Regions from separate parts of the Mus musculus genome. Here all the other regions are linked to region 1. Evidence: chromatin contacts called from public promoter capture Hi-C data. All regions are on one chromosome and are shown on one strand. Each heading gives the region's core, a stretch centred on a gene start, on an enhancer-like site or on the middle of the called end of the contact. The rest is flanking DNA. Distances are from core to core; before and after follow the strand shown.

Evidence for each region. Promoter capture Hi-C pulls out the DNA fragments that hold promoters and counts their contacts.
Region 2: a contact with region 1 is called in a promoter capture Hi-C map of pre-B cells, with 7 times the contacts expected there. The contact joins the promoter of Kmt2c here to the promoter of 6030443J06Rik in region 1. A contact is called at or near these places in 2 of 39 promoter capture datasets (liver and pre-B cells).
Region 3: a promoter capture Hi-C map of pre-B cells shows a contact between it and region 1, with 4 times the contacts expected there. The contact joins the promoter of Abcf2 here to the promoter of 6030443J06Rik in region 1. A contact is called at or near these places in 1 of 39 promoter capture datasets (pre-B cells) and 1 of 484 Hi-C or Micro-C datasets (B cells).

What each region holds. Positions count from the first base shown.
Region 1 is chr5:22,548,228-22,552,698 of GRCm38.p6, reverse strand. It overlaps 6030443J06Rik (RIKEN cDNA 6030443J06 gene), which reads right to left and starts at 2,286. Exons shown (of 3, transcript NR_102315.1): 1 at 2,227-2,286. It overlaps Orc5 (origin recognition complex, subunit 5), which reads left to right and starts at 2,361. Exons shown (of 14, transcript NM_011959.3): 1 at 2,361-2,507. The coding sequence starts at 2,436.
Region 2 is chr5:25,496,439-25,500,909 of GRCm38.p6, reverse strand. It overlaps Kmt2c (lysine (K)-specific methyltransferase 2C), which reads left to right and starts at 2,127. Exons shown (of 59, transcript NM_001081383.2): 1 at 2,127-2,520. The coding sequence starts at 2,360. 4831440E17Rik (RIKEN cDNA 4831440E17 gene) reads right to left here and starts at 1,113. Exons shown (of 1, transcript NR_030700.1): 1 at 1-1,113.
Region 3 is chr5:24,575,603-24,580,073 of GRCm38.p6, reverse strand. It overlaps Abcf2 (ATP-binding cassette, sub-family F (GCN20), member 2), which reads left to right and starts at 2,607. Exons shown (of 14, transcript NM_013853.2): 1 at 2,607-2,727; 2 at 3,347-3,555. The coding sequence starts at 3,387.

The sequences.
Region 1 (4,471 bases), core at 1,037-3,536:
CATCTTTGCCTTCGCTACACTCTACTACAAGAAGGACAGTAGTGCCAAGAGATGCACTGCAAGCCGTGCCCTCTCCACCTGACGCCACGCGGGGAACGACATCAAGAGGGCAGACAGGCTGGCGAACTGGGTCACGAGTTCGATTCCCACACCAAAAGCCCCACCGTGGCCCCATCAGGAAAACACCCCAGGACATGAAGAGTTGAGGAAGAGGGCAAAGGAATGTGCAAGACTTGGTGGTGGGCGGTGGATGCCAGAATGAACTGGTTTGAACCAGACTGAACTGGACTTGACCGGTTTGAGCTGGGTTGGAACCAGAGGAACTCATGTCCAAGGAAAAGCCATGGAGTCCTTCCTGGTACTTGGGTTCAGCTACAGATCAAGTGCTTAAACTTTTTTTTCTTTTAGATCAAGTCCAGTCCCAATATGGAGTATGCTTGGCCTCTCAATATGATTGTATATATAAGCAATCCCCAAACTTCTAGCAAAGAACTCCTACAGCTGATCAACAACTTCAGCAAAGTGGCTGGATAAAAAATTAGCTCAAAGAAATCAATAGACTTCCTTTACACAAATGATAAACTGTCTGAGAAAAAAAATAGGGAAACAACACCCTAAAGAAAGAAATTGAAGAAGATATCAGTTAGATGTAAACTCTCCCATGCTCAAGGATAGGCAGGATTAAAATAGTGAAAATGACCATCCTACCGAAGGCAATTTACAGATTCCAACACAATTTTTTATAGACCTTGAACAAGCAATTCTCAACTTCATAAGAAACAAACAAACAAACAAACAAACAAAAACCACAGGAGAGCCAAAACAATCCTGAGCAATGAAAGAACTTCCAGAAGAGTCACAGTCCCTGACCTCAGGCTGTAATAAAGAGCAACAGTGATACAAAACACCTGTGTGATACTGATACAAAAACAGACTCACAGATCAAAGTAAATGAATCAAAGACCCAGAAACAAACTCACATACCTATGAACACTTGATCTTTGAAAAAGAAGCCAAAATTATACAGTGAAAAAGAAAGAAAGAAAGAAAGAAAGAAAGAAAGAAAGAAAGAAAGAAAGAAAGAAAGAAAGCAAGCACCTTCAATAAATGGTGCTGGTCTAACTGGCAGTCTGTATGTAGAAGAATGAAAATAGATCCATATTTATCATCTTGCACAAACCTCAAGTCCAAGTGGATCAAGGATCTCAACATAAAACCGGATACATTGAGTCTAATAGAAGAGAAAGTGGGGAAGAGCCATGAACACGCTGGCATAGGGAAAATGTCCTGAATAGAACACCAGTGGCTCAGGCTCTAAGATCAAATATTGATAAATGGGACCTCATGAAACTGAAAAGCTTCTGTAAGGCAAAGGGCTCTATCAACAGGACCAAACAGCAGCCTACAGATTGGGAAAGGATTGTCACTAACTACTTATGGTAGAGGCTGTGGAGTAAGGGGAATACTTCTTCATTGCAGGTAGTAATTCAAACTTGTACAACCACTTTGGAACCAAAGTGTGTGTGTGTGTGTGTGGTAATTAGATTTCCTCCACAGGCAGTTGTATTGTTCAATAATACATAATGGGCCTCTTTCTAATATGGGTGCCGTGTTTTCCTTGTCTTTTTGCACTGTTTATGAAATCTATGTGTAGCAGACACTGCGTACATTATCTTTTATTCTTAAAAATACTCTACTATAGTCCTTATGTTCTATATAAGGAAGTTTATAAATAAACGGTTCAAAGATTCTCCCAACATCTCAAAATTCAGAAAAAGTTGAGTCAATGTTTCCAGACCAAATTTTTTTTTCAGGACCCAAAGCCCTCTCTTTGGACACGAATTTTCTTATTCCTATACATTCTTTCATTTCAAGGCTTTTCTTCTTCCAGGTGTCCTATAAATGTGCAAGGACAACGTTAATTTTACTGATTACCCTCACTAACACTCGAATACTTCCACATCTAGTTTCAAGCTTGCAAAGACAAACAAATGATTTTATTTAGTTAGTTCCACAGAGTTCCCATTGTCCACTTTCTTGCCAGAGGAAAACCAATTTTTTTTTAAAGAATACTCGTTTCTGTCGGTACTTTTATGTGTGCGGCTTTCTGGAGGGAACTGAAGACACAGAAGGTGGGCGGTGAGGTGCCCCCAGGTCGCCCTTCAGCTTGTGTAAGGGTTTCAGGCTGGAAAGCTCAGGCCAGAGTGGGAAGCGATAACCACTTACCAGTAACCGACCACTGAGCACCGCCGCCTGGAGACTAGAGCGGCCCACGTTGTCGCGCGGCTCCCTGACGTCACTCGACCGCGCTGGCTCCGCCCCCAGCCCAGGCTTCCGGCCGGAAAGCTTGCGGTTGTTCTACGTGAACCACGCCTGAGTGGCGCAGGGCTGACCGGAGGCCAACTGCTCTGCAGTATCAGGTGGTGCCCGCCAAAATGTCTCACTTGGAGAGCATGGTCCTCTGTCGAGAGGCCCAAGTGTCCACTTTGCAGTCCCTGTTTGGAGAGGTATTGTAGTCAGACTGCTTCCCAAATGCCAGAGGCGAATGCGTCCTGGATCCGTTCCGTTTGGGGGGAGTACTGTGTGGATTGCGAGGCGGTAGGCTATCCCCCTTATGTTAAGATGGAGGTGCGGTATGACTGCCCCACACTTACCCAAAGAAACTTCTCAGTCTATTTTAAAGGAGACTGCAGAGGAAGAGCTGGCCTGCTCTACAGGACGTCGGCTAGGAAGTGCTCCTTTTACTTGGACCACACTTTGGAGATTATGTGAGCCCCAAATAGCTACTGCAAGTTGCTGCAGAACAGGGTTTGGGTAGGAAGTCTGTTTGCAGAGTGTTTACTAAACGCCAGTTCGCCCGTTGTAGTGAGGTATAGATTGGGTCAAATACAGAGAGGTGATTGGCTTCAAGGCCAATTAGGGTAACGCTGTGGTTTAGCCTTTAAAATCCTTCAGCTTTTCTAGAATTATAAAAGCCAGGAGAAGTCTCGCTTGGGTTTCTCTCCCTGCCGACCAGATGAGATGATTTAGAGGGGAGAGGTTAGCCTCTGAAGTGAACACAGGCTGAAGTAACATTCATTTCTCTCAGTTGCCTTGCATTGTGCTCATTAATTAGAATTGATTGCACTTGGATCTTATCTGGGAGATGAGCAAATACAAATAGCCATTTAGTCTTCCTTTAGAAATGTACTTTCATCCAGCAGAGTGTCGGATCCAGTGCGTCTGTGGTGGCAGATGAAATAGTCATGGAAAAGTACTTCCCTCCATCTAAAAGGCGTCATGTTAGCAATTCTAGAGGTCAGCTGCATCTGTAGTTCCTAGTTATAATGCTTTCAGTTATAGTTACCTATATTATTGAAATGTATAATTGTTTATGCTCTGTACATTCCTTCATTGGACTTGATAAACCCAGATTATTCTAACCAAAAGTACTCCTCTTTTTTTGAGGAATACTTTATTAGCAAAATAAGATAGGTAGGGCTGATTTAGCAGTGGGTCCCAGAAAAGGCTTCACCTTTGCTCTTATTTAATACTACATCTAACAAAAACAATATTTTTCTTCAAGGAAGTTTGCATGTGGGAAATACAAAGAACCACTATAGCAAATAGCTACAGAAGAAAAAAGAGCTAGCTATGCTCGTAGAAGACTAATTTATATGTTTAGCAAGTGTGTATTTTCTGAGCACTGGCTCTGTGTGTGGCACTGTGCCAGATTCAGTCTTGTGGCACATGTTGGGGAAAAGTTAAGTGACAGTGGAGTCAGAGTTCATTTCAACTCTAGGTGACAATGTGAACGTTGTTTAAAAGGGGAGCATGCTGGTTAGTTTTGCCCTCGTGGGAAGAGAGAACATAACTGAAAACAAATATGCCTCCAACAGATAGTCAGTAGGCAAGTCTGTAGGACATTTTCTTGATTAATGATTGATGTGGGAGGGCCCAGCCCACTGGGAATGGTACAACTCCAGGGAAGAAAGCAAGCTGAGTAAGTCATTAAGACACCTTCCTCCGTGGCCTCTGCTTCAGTTTCTGCTTCTAGGTTCTTGCCTGGAATTCCTGCCCCAACTTTCCTTCATGATGAACTATAACCGTCAAGCTGAAGTAAACCCTTTCCTCCACAGGACGCCTCTGAGCATGCTATTAATCACGGCAATGGAAGCTTGTATGGGCAGGGAATACTGTAGTAGGCTCCAAAGAGTAGATGTATACAAGTGTGATGGGATTCCAGATTTCATCTAGCTTTGGAAAGAAAGAAAAACAAAAAGTCATGAGCTTCCTTTTTGCTTATGAAATGATACCTGAAATTATTTTAAAAATTTATGTCTCCCCAGTAGATGTTTGAAGCCATCAGAGTCTACCCTGTTTGACACTGGTATCTGTGCTGCTCAGTCGCTTATAATTTTATAGGATAATTCCATAAGGGGACACACGTTGAGTTGAATTTAAGTTCAACTTAAAGTATTAGGCACACGCC
Region 2 (4,471 bases), core at 878-3,377, 2.9 Mb before region 1:
CTCAATCTAGGGGACTGAACACCTTCTGGCCTTCTCAGGTATCTCCACGTACATGGTGTACATAAACTCATGCGGACACGAATACAAACAAAAAACATTTCTTAAAAAAAATCTTTAAAAACGATTCCGTCTAGGGATAAAACTCAGTGGTGGAGTGTTAGCTTAGCTGTGTGTGCAGTTCTGGGTTCAATATACCACAACGACAAGTAATTTAATTTGTCTAGAAACCCCAATTTCCTCTCTCCTTTTAATTTGTAGCTTACCTTTCATATGGCAGCTTTCTTCCCTGCTCCAAGCTTCCTTTGACTGTACATATAATAAAGCTGAAAAGGCCTGCAAGGGATTAAACTTGCAATCAATTCAAATGATTCAACGATTCAACTTTAGCCACTGCAAATAAACAAACAAACAAATGATTACAGCTATAATATGCACTAGACGATCAAAGTTTGATCCAGATGCGAAGCCCAGTTCAATGTTAATAGCCTGGCTATTGGGTGGCAGGAAGGTGAACAGGACCTCTAGAAACAAGTGTATTCTTTTTGCCCAGCATTGAAACTGTTGAGAATGGAAAGAACTGATCGCAAAGTGCGCTCGGATTCCAGGCTCCGAGCAGCTCAGCGCCTGACAGGCTACTCTAAGCCTTCCACGCCGCTCCACAGATCCGTTTTCCCATCTCTACTATTTCTCACTCCTACAAGGCAATCCATAGTGCAAACGAAACGCGGCGTCCTGGGCAATTCTGGCCCCATTTTTAACGAATCGTTTTTTTTTTTTTAATGGGAAACAGCTTAGCAGTATTTCCATTTTTAAATCTTGAGCACACACAACGTTCACGCTGATGCATTTCTCTCGGTGTAGAGACATTTTTTTCCCACTCAACCTGTCCGCTTGGTTTTTTGTACGGCAGCCTCCGGTCTCACGGTGTTTAAAACATGACGTCGGACGGAGAAACTACAGCTGGAGTTAGGATCTAACGTTGTCCTGCCACGGTTGCGCCGCACTAGGGAAGCCTACGTGGGACTCCGCCAGGCCTGGAGCGGCCCACGCCCGCAGGGGGTCGCGGACGCACGTGCGCGCACCGCACGCGGGTGCACGCTCCGGAGTGTTTACATCGATCCCTCCCCCCTCCTCCGGCCGGGCTGGACCCTGATCCCGGATGCCCGGTCCGCAGCTTAGCGCCCGCCAGAGCCCGAGTTGCAGCCACCGCCGCGTCAGAGCGGGCGGGGGAGGGGCGGTGAGGTCAGCGGCGGCGGCCGGGTAGCGCGGGGCGCATGCGCGGACTCAGCCCCGTGAGTGGCAGCAGCGCGCTGGGGGCGGGGGCGGGAGGCGCCTGTGTGTGGGCGAGCCGGCGGCGAGTTTGAGAGGTCTGTGGTGCGGGTCGCCCCGGGGGACCCGGGTGCAGGCCTCGCGCGACGGCCACTGCCGTGTGCGTGTGTTGTTTGTGTGGTGAACGCACAGCCGCAAAACTTCCTCCTTTGCTGCCCCCAGAGAGAGAGCGGGCGTGGGGGAGCGTTCGCGAGCGAGCGAGAGGGATCCCAGCGTGAGGGAGCCAAGCTTGATGGGGCCGAAAGCTAGCGTGAGGGAGCGATCCTGAGCGTGAGGCAGCAAAGCGCCGGCCGGAGAGCGGGCAAACGATAGGGAAGAGCGAGAGCTAGCCGTGCGTTGAACCGAGCGTGAGGGAGCTAGCCACAGGGAACGCCGTGAGCGAGCAGTGTGTGAGGGAGCGATCGCCAGCGCGCGACCGAGGGGCCGGCGCTCGCACCACCCCGGAACCCACCACAACAACTGGAGCAGCTGTCAAAACTTCGCCGCGGCGTGGGCCTGACGGGCTGACGGCGCGGGGGAGGGGTGGCTGGCCCCGCCCCGGCCCGGCCCGGCCCGCCGCCCCCCTCCGCGGCCCTTTCTCCTCCCGCCGCGGGCGGCCTGGGGGAGGGGCCGGGCGGAGACCCCTGCGGCCGCCCCCGGCCCGCGCCCCTCGCGTCGCGCCCCGCCCCGCCCCGCTCGGCGCCGCCCTCCGGCCCGGCCCCGCCGGCCCCAGCCTTGGCCGCGGCGCCCCGCCCCGCGCGGCCGGCCCCGCCCGCCCCGCCCGCTTGCCCGCCGCCCCCCGCCGGCCCCTGCGCGCCGAGTGCGCGCGCCCGCGCCGATGTGTGTGAGTGCGTGTCCTGCTAGCTCCATGTTGCCGCCTCTCCCGGTACCTGCTGCTGCTGCTGCTGCTCCCGGGGCTGCGGGAAATGCGAGAGGCTGAGCCGGGGAGGAGCAACTCGAGCAGCAGCAGCGGCGGCGGCTGCGGCCGCTGCGGCGGGAGGAGCCCCCCAGGAGGAGGACGGGGATCCATGTGTCTTTCCTGGTGACTAGGATGTCGTCGGAGGAGGACCGGAGCGCGGAGCAGCAGCAGCCGCCGCCAGCACCCCCCGAGGAGCCCGGAGCCCCGGCCCCGAGCCCCGCAGCCGCAGACAAAAGACCTCGGGGCCGGCCTCGCAAAGATGGCGCTTCCCCTTTCCAGAGAGCCAGAAAGAAGTAAGTTGAGCGCGAGGGAGCCAGGCGGGCGGCCAGCGGCGGCGCGGCCCGGAGCTGTCAGGCCCCCGGCCCGGTGGGGGCGGGGCGGCCCAGGCGCGGCCCGGTTCGGCGGCGCCCGCGCAGGTCCCGCCGGCCGCGCCGCGCACTTTACTTTGGAGTTCGGCCTCGCTTCTGGGAGAACCGCCCGGCGGCTTCCCCAGGGCCTAGCCCGGCGTCCGCACACGCCCCGCCGAGCACGCCCAGCTTGCTGCCGGCCCGGCCTCTCGGAGCCACAAAGCTGTGGGCGCCAGGGACGGAGCTGTCAAACGCCGCGGCCGGGTGGTCCGGGTGCGGCGGCCGGCGCTCTTTGTCAGCTCGCGGCTCCTTTAACTTTTCTTGCTCCCAGACCGGTGCTTTTGCTTCTTAATGATACATTAGGAAGCCATTCGAGCCTGTCCTCCCCATCCCCCACCGCCCCGAACCGCACCGCCCGGCTCCGCAGCCGGCGCTCGGGATCGCACGGGCCCAGGTGTAAGCGGGCGAGTCGGAGTTTCGGGAACGCGGCCGGGTTCCGCGGCGCTGACGGCCCAGAGCACTTTGTTTAGGGGAGACAGCTTTAAACGTCGCTGGACGAGTAACTTCAACTCCAGCTGGGCAGGCAATGGCTTTCGATTGTTTTTGAGCGTCCGTGAGGACTGTGCCGGGTGGATGAACTGGGCAAGAAGTGTTGTCTTAAAAAGTGGTTATTCGGCAACTTGGCTTGAAAATTAAGGAAACCGTTTTAGTGCCAATGAGTTAGTTGATCAGCAATAGTGGCTCTTCGGGGTGCTGCGGAAGATTGGTGACCGTCTTTCAAAGTTGCAGAATGGCGTGTGTTGCTTACTCATTTCATTGTATGATATTCTCATTGAACTGTTGGCGGTGGAAGGGTGCGCTGGGACTTGCAGGAAGAAGTCAGCACATTTATGGATAGGCTGTTTGTTTGGTTTACGTGCATTCATTTGTTGTGTCTGGTGGTTGCAGCAAAAATAGTGTTAACTGAGCCATAGCAAGCAAGCACCCTGGCCTCTCGGAACCCACTAAGCTCTTGACACAGTGTATTTGGGGTGGGTGGTGGAGAGGGTTTGCTATCTTTTTACTACTAAATGTTCCAGGGCCTTTAGTCGCCTGTATATTTTATCACCTGCCAGCTCTTACCTAGCTGTGAAAAATCTTGAGAGAAACACTTTATAGAGGATGTATACATTATTACATTAGCTTCTTTGTGATACAAAGTTGCGAGTTTATTTTGTCTGTTACTTTGTAAGGTGATGGTCTGCATAAGATAACATTATGCCTGCCTTGACTGGAATTTGGAGACGTTTTGTGGAGTTTTGAGTAACTTTGGACTTGGTCAGTTTGACATAAATACTGTTTTAAAAAGCAACATGGGATTAAGCCATATTAGAAGTTTACTTCGATTCATTCCCATTTCACTGTTTGAAAAACATCTGCATCTCATAAGAGGGTTCATGATGGCACAGGCCTGTAAGATCTTTTTAAGCCTAGCACTCAGGAGGCAGAGGCAGGTGGAGTTCAAGGCCAATTGGTCTACAGAGGGAGTTCCAGGACAGACAAGGCAACACAGACAAGGCAACACAGACAATTCCCTGTCTTGAAAAAACAAAACACATTAAAAAATCTTACTATACTTTAATTTGAGGTAAGTAAATGTTTTATATTTGCATTTAATTCTTCTTTTTTGAGAGAGTAGACATACAAGCGCTCATTTTTGCATTGTTAGGGTCACGCACTTGCAAATGCTTGAGCACACACCGTGTGCTTCCCATTGAGATGAGTTAAGGTGTATTAGTGCAACTCCTTTGAACCGGGAGGAAGGTTCACTTAAGTTATTGCCACTTAATTATTTTAATTCTTAGCACTATTAATGAAGAAAAAATGGCCTTTTGAGAAGTTAAACATTTTCCTAAAG
Region 3 (4,471 bases), core at 1,358-3,857, 2.0 Mb before region 1:
AAAGAGATGGGATAATCTGGTCTGAACTAGTTTTCAGCGCATGTGCAATAGGAGAAACCGTGTCCTTTGACATTCTATTATCATTCTGTGTCTACGCACACTCGGGATTGCATACAAATAAATCAGATGCAGAAGTCTGCGGACGTGGCTCAGGATTTAACAGCACTTACCACGTAAACATGACTTGAGTTCAAAGTCTCAGAGCTCATATAAAAAGGATCATATGGCTGTAACCTTAGTGCTATGAAGGGTGGTGTGGAGGCAGGAGGATTGCTGGCTGCCAGCCTAGCTCCAGGTTCAGTGAGAGACCTTTTCTCAAGGGAATAAGGCAAAGGGTGACAAAACAGAACACTGAAAATCCTCCTTTGGCTTCCACACACAAATGGGTGCACAGACTCATAGATACATGAACATACACCACACACACAAATAAATAAGACATTTTAAAGGGTTCGTAAGATAGCTTAGCAGGTTAAAAACCGAACAACAACAACAAAACTCTTGCCAACAAAGCTTGATTACCCGAGTTTGATCCTGATTGAAGGACAGAATCAATTCAATAAATTGCTATTGTCTGACATCAATGTGCAAGTGGTATAGCAATAATTAATAATAATAATAATTAAGTACAATTTTAAAGATTGAATGCATCATGGGACAGGACGCATGTAGTGAGCAAAAGCTTATGTAAGTCAAATCTGTCTGTTACAATAGAGAACCACTCGTATTACCCTCTGTAGTAAGCAGCCTCTCTTTTCCTTAGACTTCATGAAATGAAGCATCAGACTCGAGGACACTCACTCATGTGCCCTGTGGTCAAGACTGACTGCATTTCTCATCTGTGATATTACTTGGCCTTTGAATAAAGTTCCTTGCTACTTTGTAATCTGTGTATGCTCATGTCAATTGTGTGAAATATCAATAGAACTACTCAACTGGTGGAGGTTATTCTAGGAACATGGTCAGTGGTATTTAAATGGCTTAACTCTGAACTCTAAATTCTAGCAGAGGAGAACTGCTTCTACTGTTGGGGGAGAGAGGTGAGATTAGTGTTTTGTGTCTTACAGGGATCTTATTCAGACTCCCTTAGGCTTTCCAGTCATTGCCATCTCTGTTGAATAAATTCCAATGAGGCACTGAGTAATGAAGACAGAGTTTACCATAGAGTAAAATGAGGACACCCTCAAAGGCAGAGGTGGACAATGGACCAAGAAAATGTTTCTCATTGGTGGGAATGGACAATGGTCACATGGGTTTTATACTAGTGCTTCGTTTCTGAAACAGACAACTTCCTTAGCAGCCGCAGTTTCCTGTTTAGGCGATTGGCAGGCCCATTTGGATTTCCTTTTTCTTTTCTTTTTTCTTTTTTTTTTTTTTTAAAGCTGTGTGTGTGTGTGTGTGTTACAAAGCCTCCTTTTACCTTCCTCCCTTTTCTTTCATTTATTTATCTATGTGTATGAGTACACTGTAGCTGTCTTCAGACACACCAGAAGAGGGCATCAGATCTCATTACAGATGGTTGTGAGCCACCATGTGGTTGCTGGGAATTGAACTCAGGATCTCTAGTAGAGCAGTCAGTGCTCTTAACTGCTGAGCCATCTCTTTAGCCCGTTTTCATCTTAAAATTAGTGTGCTGCCAAAGACACAGGGGGCAGGCTCTGAAGCTACTTGTGATGTCCACCCTCAATGATCTTCACGCCTAATTTCTATTTAGCTTGGCAACATGGTGACCTTAGAGGAAAAGGGGGTCACTTTCTGAGAATGCACTCAGGGGCACTAAGTTTGCTTCCTTCTGTGTCATCAGTGATGACACACCAGTGGACAGGACCCTGGACAGGTAGCAAGCAAGGGTCGTAGAGTTGTTTTGTGTATGAGGCTACAGATCTAGTTTATAATGTTCCTAACACTAAGTCTGCTTTAGATTTTAGACAGTGAGACTCAAAGGAAATGAAACAAGTCACAACTAAGTGTCCATAGAGCTAAACTCAGCAAAGTGGTCCTATACTTTAGATTTTTCCACCACATTCGCATGGCTCTGGTGGAACCCAGAAACTCTTGACTAAGATACCAAGGTTCAGCACAGCGTCTGGCACTTTCAAAAAGTTTCGTTAGCGATGGACGAGGCTCTCAATTTCGGTTCCATGAGACGAGGATGCCTTTCTCGAACAGAGTTCTGTTGGCGTGGTCTACAAAGGGTTACCTCACTTTCAGAGCCACCTGCCCAGCAGCAACTCGCTCTTCTTTCCCCTCCACCTTCTAACTCTCTTCTCTCATTGTTTGGTCTCGCACTCTTAGGACGCTGGCCGGGAAGCTTAGTCGCACTTCCTGCTGGTTAAACCAGTAGAGCAGCCTGGTAAATTTATCTGCTAGGGGTGGGGTATCCTTTGGGAGACCAGCCCACCTCTCCGAGGAGCAATCTGGGATTTGCAGTTTTCAGTTCTTCAAACCGGCTTGGTAGGACGGGCCTCTTGGACTCTAATCCTCCCCCAACCAGAATCATCGCGCGTTCTGATGCCGTCACTAGAACGGCGCAACACCTGGGAATCGTGGTAGTTCCGGAGGAGAGTCCCGCCCTAAGTTCTTACGATTTGAGAACTACATTTTCCAGAAGCCCTCGCGGCAGCGCGCCAAGGGCCGCCCGGGGCCGTGATTGGTTGGGGAGCCGGCCGCACGCGGAGGAGCTCAAGGAGCAGCTCTGTTGCGACAGAGGCCGAGCGGCGAGGCCCCGTGAGTTGAGGGGGAAGGGGCGCCGGAGGGGAGGAGAGTGTGGACCCGTGAGCAGGAAGCGGGAGGAGAAGCGGAAGGGAGCTCAGGGTCGGAATGGAAAGGGCCGAAAGGGAAAAGAACTGGCCCAGGCAGAGACGCCGGCGAGCGGGGTGTGGGGGAGGTTAGGGGCAGCGAGCGCAGAGACCCTTAGGGACCCGCTGGGGAGGACTCGTGGTTCCGGGAGAGAAACCGCGCCGCAGTCGGTGGGGTGGATGAGAGGGACGGAAGGGAGGTCCGGGACGAACTCCTGGCGAAGAACCGAAAAGGAGGCGGCTGGCAGAGGTGCGCGAGCGCCAAGTTCGGAAACTGGAGACGAGGGGCAGAGCGGTCCCTCACTAAGGCCCTGGGGGAAGAGCGCATCCGAGTGAAGCCGGCGGTGGGGATTGGCGCGCGAACCCCAAGGGAGGAGATGAGGCTGGAGGAGCGGTCGAGAGAGTGTGAGAAGCCCGGACAAAGTTGGCGGGGACAAGAGTTGGGCACCACAGGCTTGATAGGAAAATTCCAAGGAGGGATGGGATAGCACTCAGACATTCTTACCTGTAAGTTTAGAATTTTGGAGTATCTGTTTGCTTTTCTTCAGACTCCTGAAAGGACTGTAACTACCCCTGTGGCTCATCACCATGCCTTCCGACCTGGCCAAGAAGAAGGCAGCCAAAAAGAAGGAGGCTGCCAAAGCCCGACAGCGACCCAGAAAGGGACATGAAGAAAATGGAGATGCTGTCACAGAACCTCAGGTGGCAGAAGAGAAAATCGAGGAGGCCAATGGCAGAGAGACCACAGGAGATGGAGGTAGGTTGGGTGAGTTTCCTGAGCTGGTTTTCGAAGCCAAGATCAGAATCTGGATGCAGATGCATAGGCCTTTAATTCCAGCATTTGGGAGGCTAAGGTAAAAAGATGAAGGTTTGAGGCCAGGCTGTCCTCACATCCCCATCTTTTTAAACAGAGTAAAGCACCCACAGACACATGTCTTTATATGCCATGAAACTTTTTGGTGACACCCACACCCATAGAGTTAAAACTTGTTACTGATGAAGGAAACTGAATTCAAGTGGCAAACACAGATGGGAGTTTTTGATCTACCTTGGTTGGTGCTGCAGTAGACAATAAAAGGGAAGGCAACTTGTACTATTTCCTGTTTTTCTTCCTACCTATGGTGGTGAGTATACAGGCTCTACCATATGGTGCTGTCTTTTCTGGGGGGGGAGGCAGATGTTTGGAGATAGAAGGGTTTCTCTGTGTAACCCTGGCTGTCCTGGAACTCTGTAGACTAGACTTGCTTGAAATCATAGAGAGATCCACCTGCCCCTGCCTCCTAGCTGCCGGGATTAAAGGTGTGAGCCACCATCCCTGGCTCATATGGTACTCTTAATGTCACAGGGATAGTGATTATACCAATGAGTAATGTGTAACATATTGTTATATATCTTCATGTAATTTTTCTGATAATATATTTATGGTTTTGTTACTTAGGTTTAGGGGATTTATTGTAGCATTTTTCCATATTAAATAAGCTACTCACTCACACTGTAAACATAGTTTGCTCTCAGAAAATTTATTTTATTATTTCTTTCTCTCTTGCTCTGACAGAACACTCTGACTAAAATTAACTTGAGAGGAAAAAGTTCATTTCTTCTTATATTCCCAGGTCCTTTTTTTGTTGTTTTTGTTTTTTTTTTTCGAGACAGCCCTGGCTGTCCTGGAACTC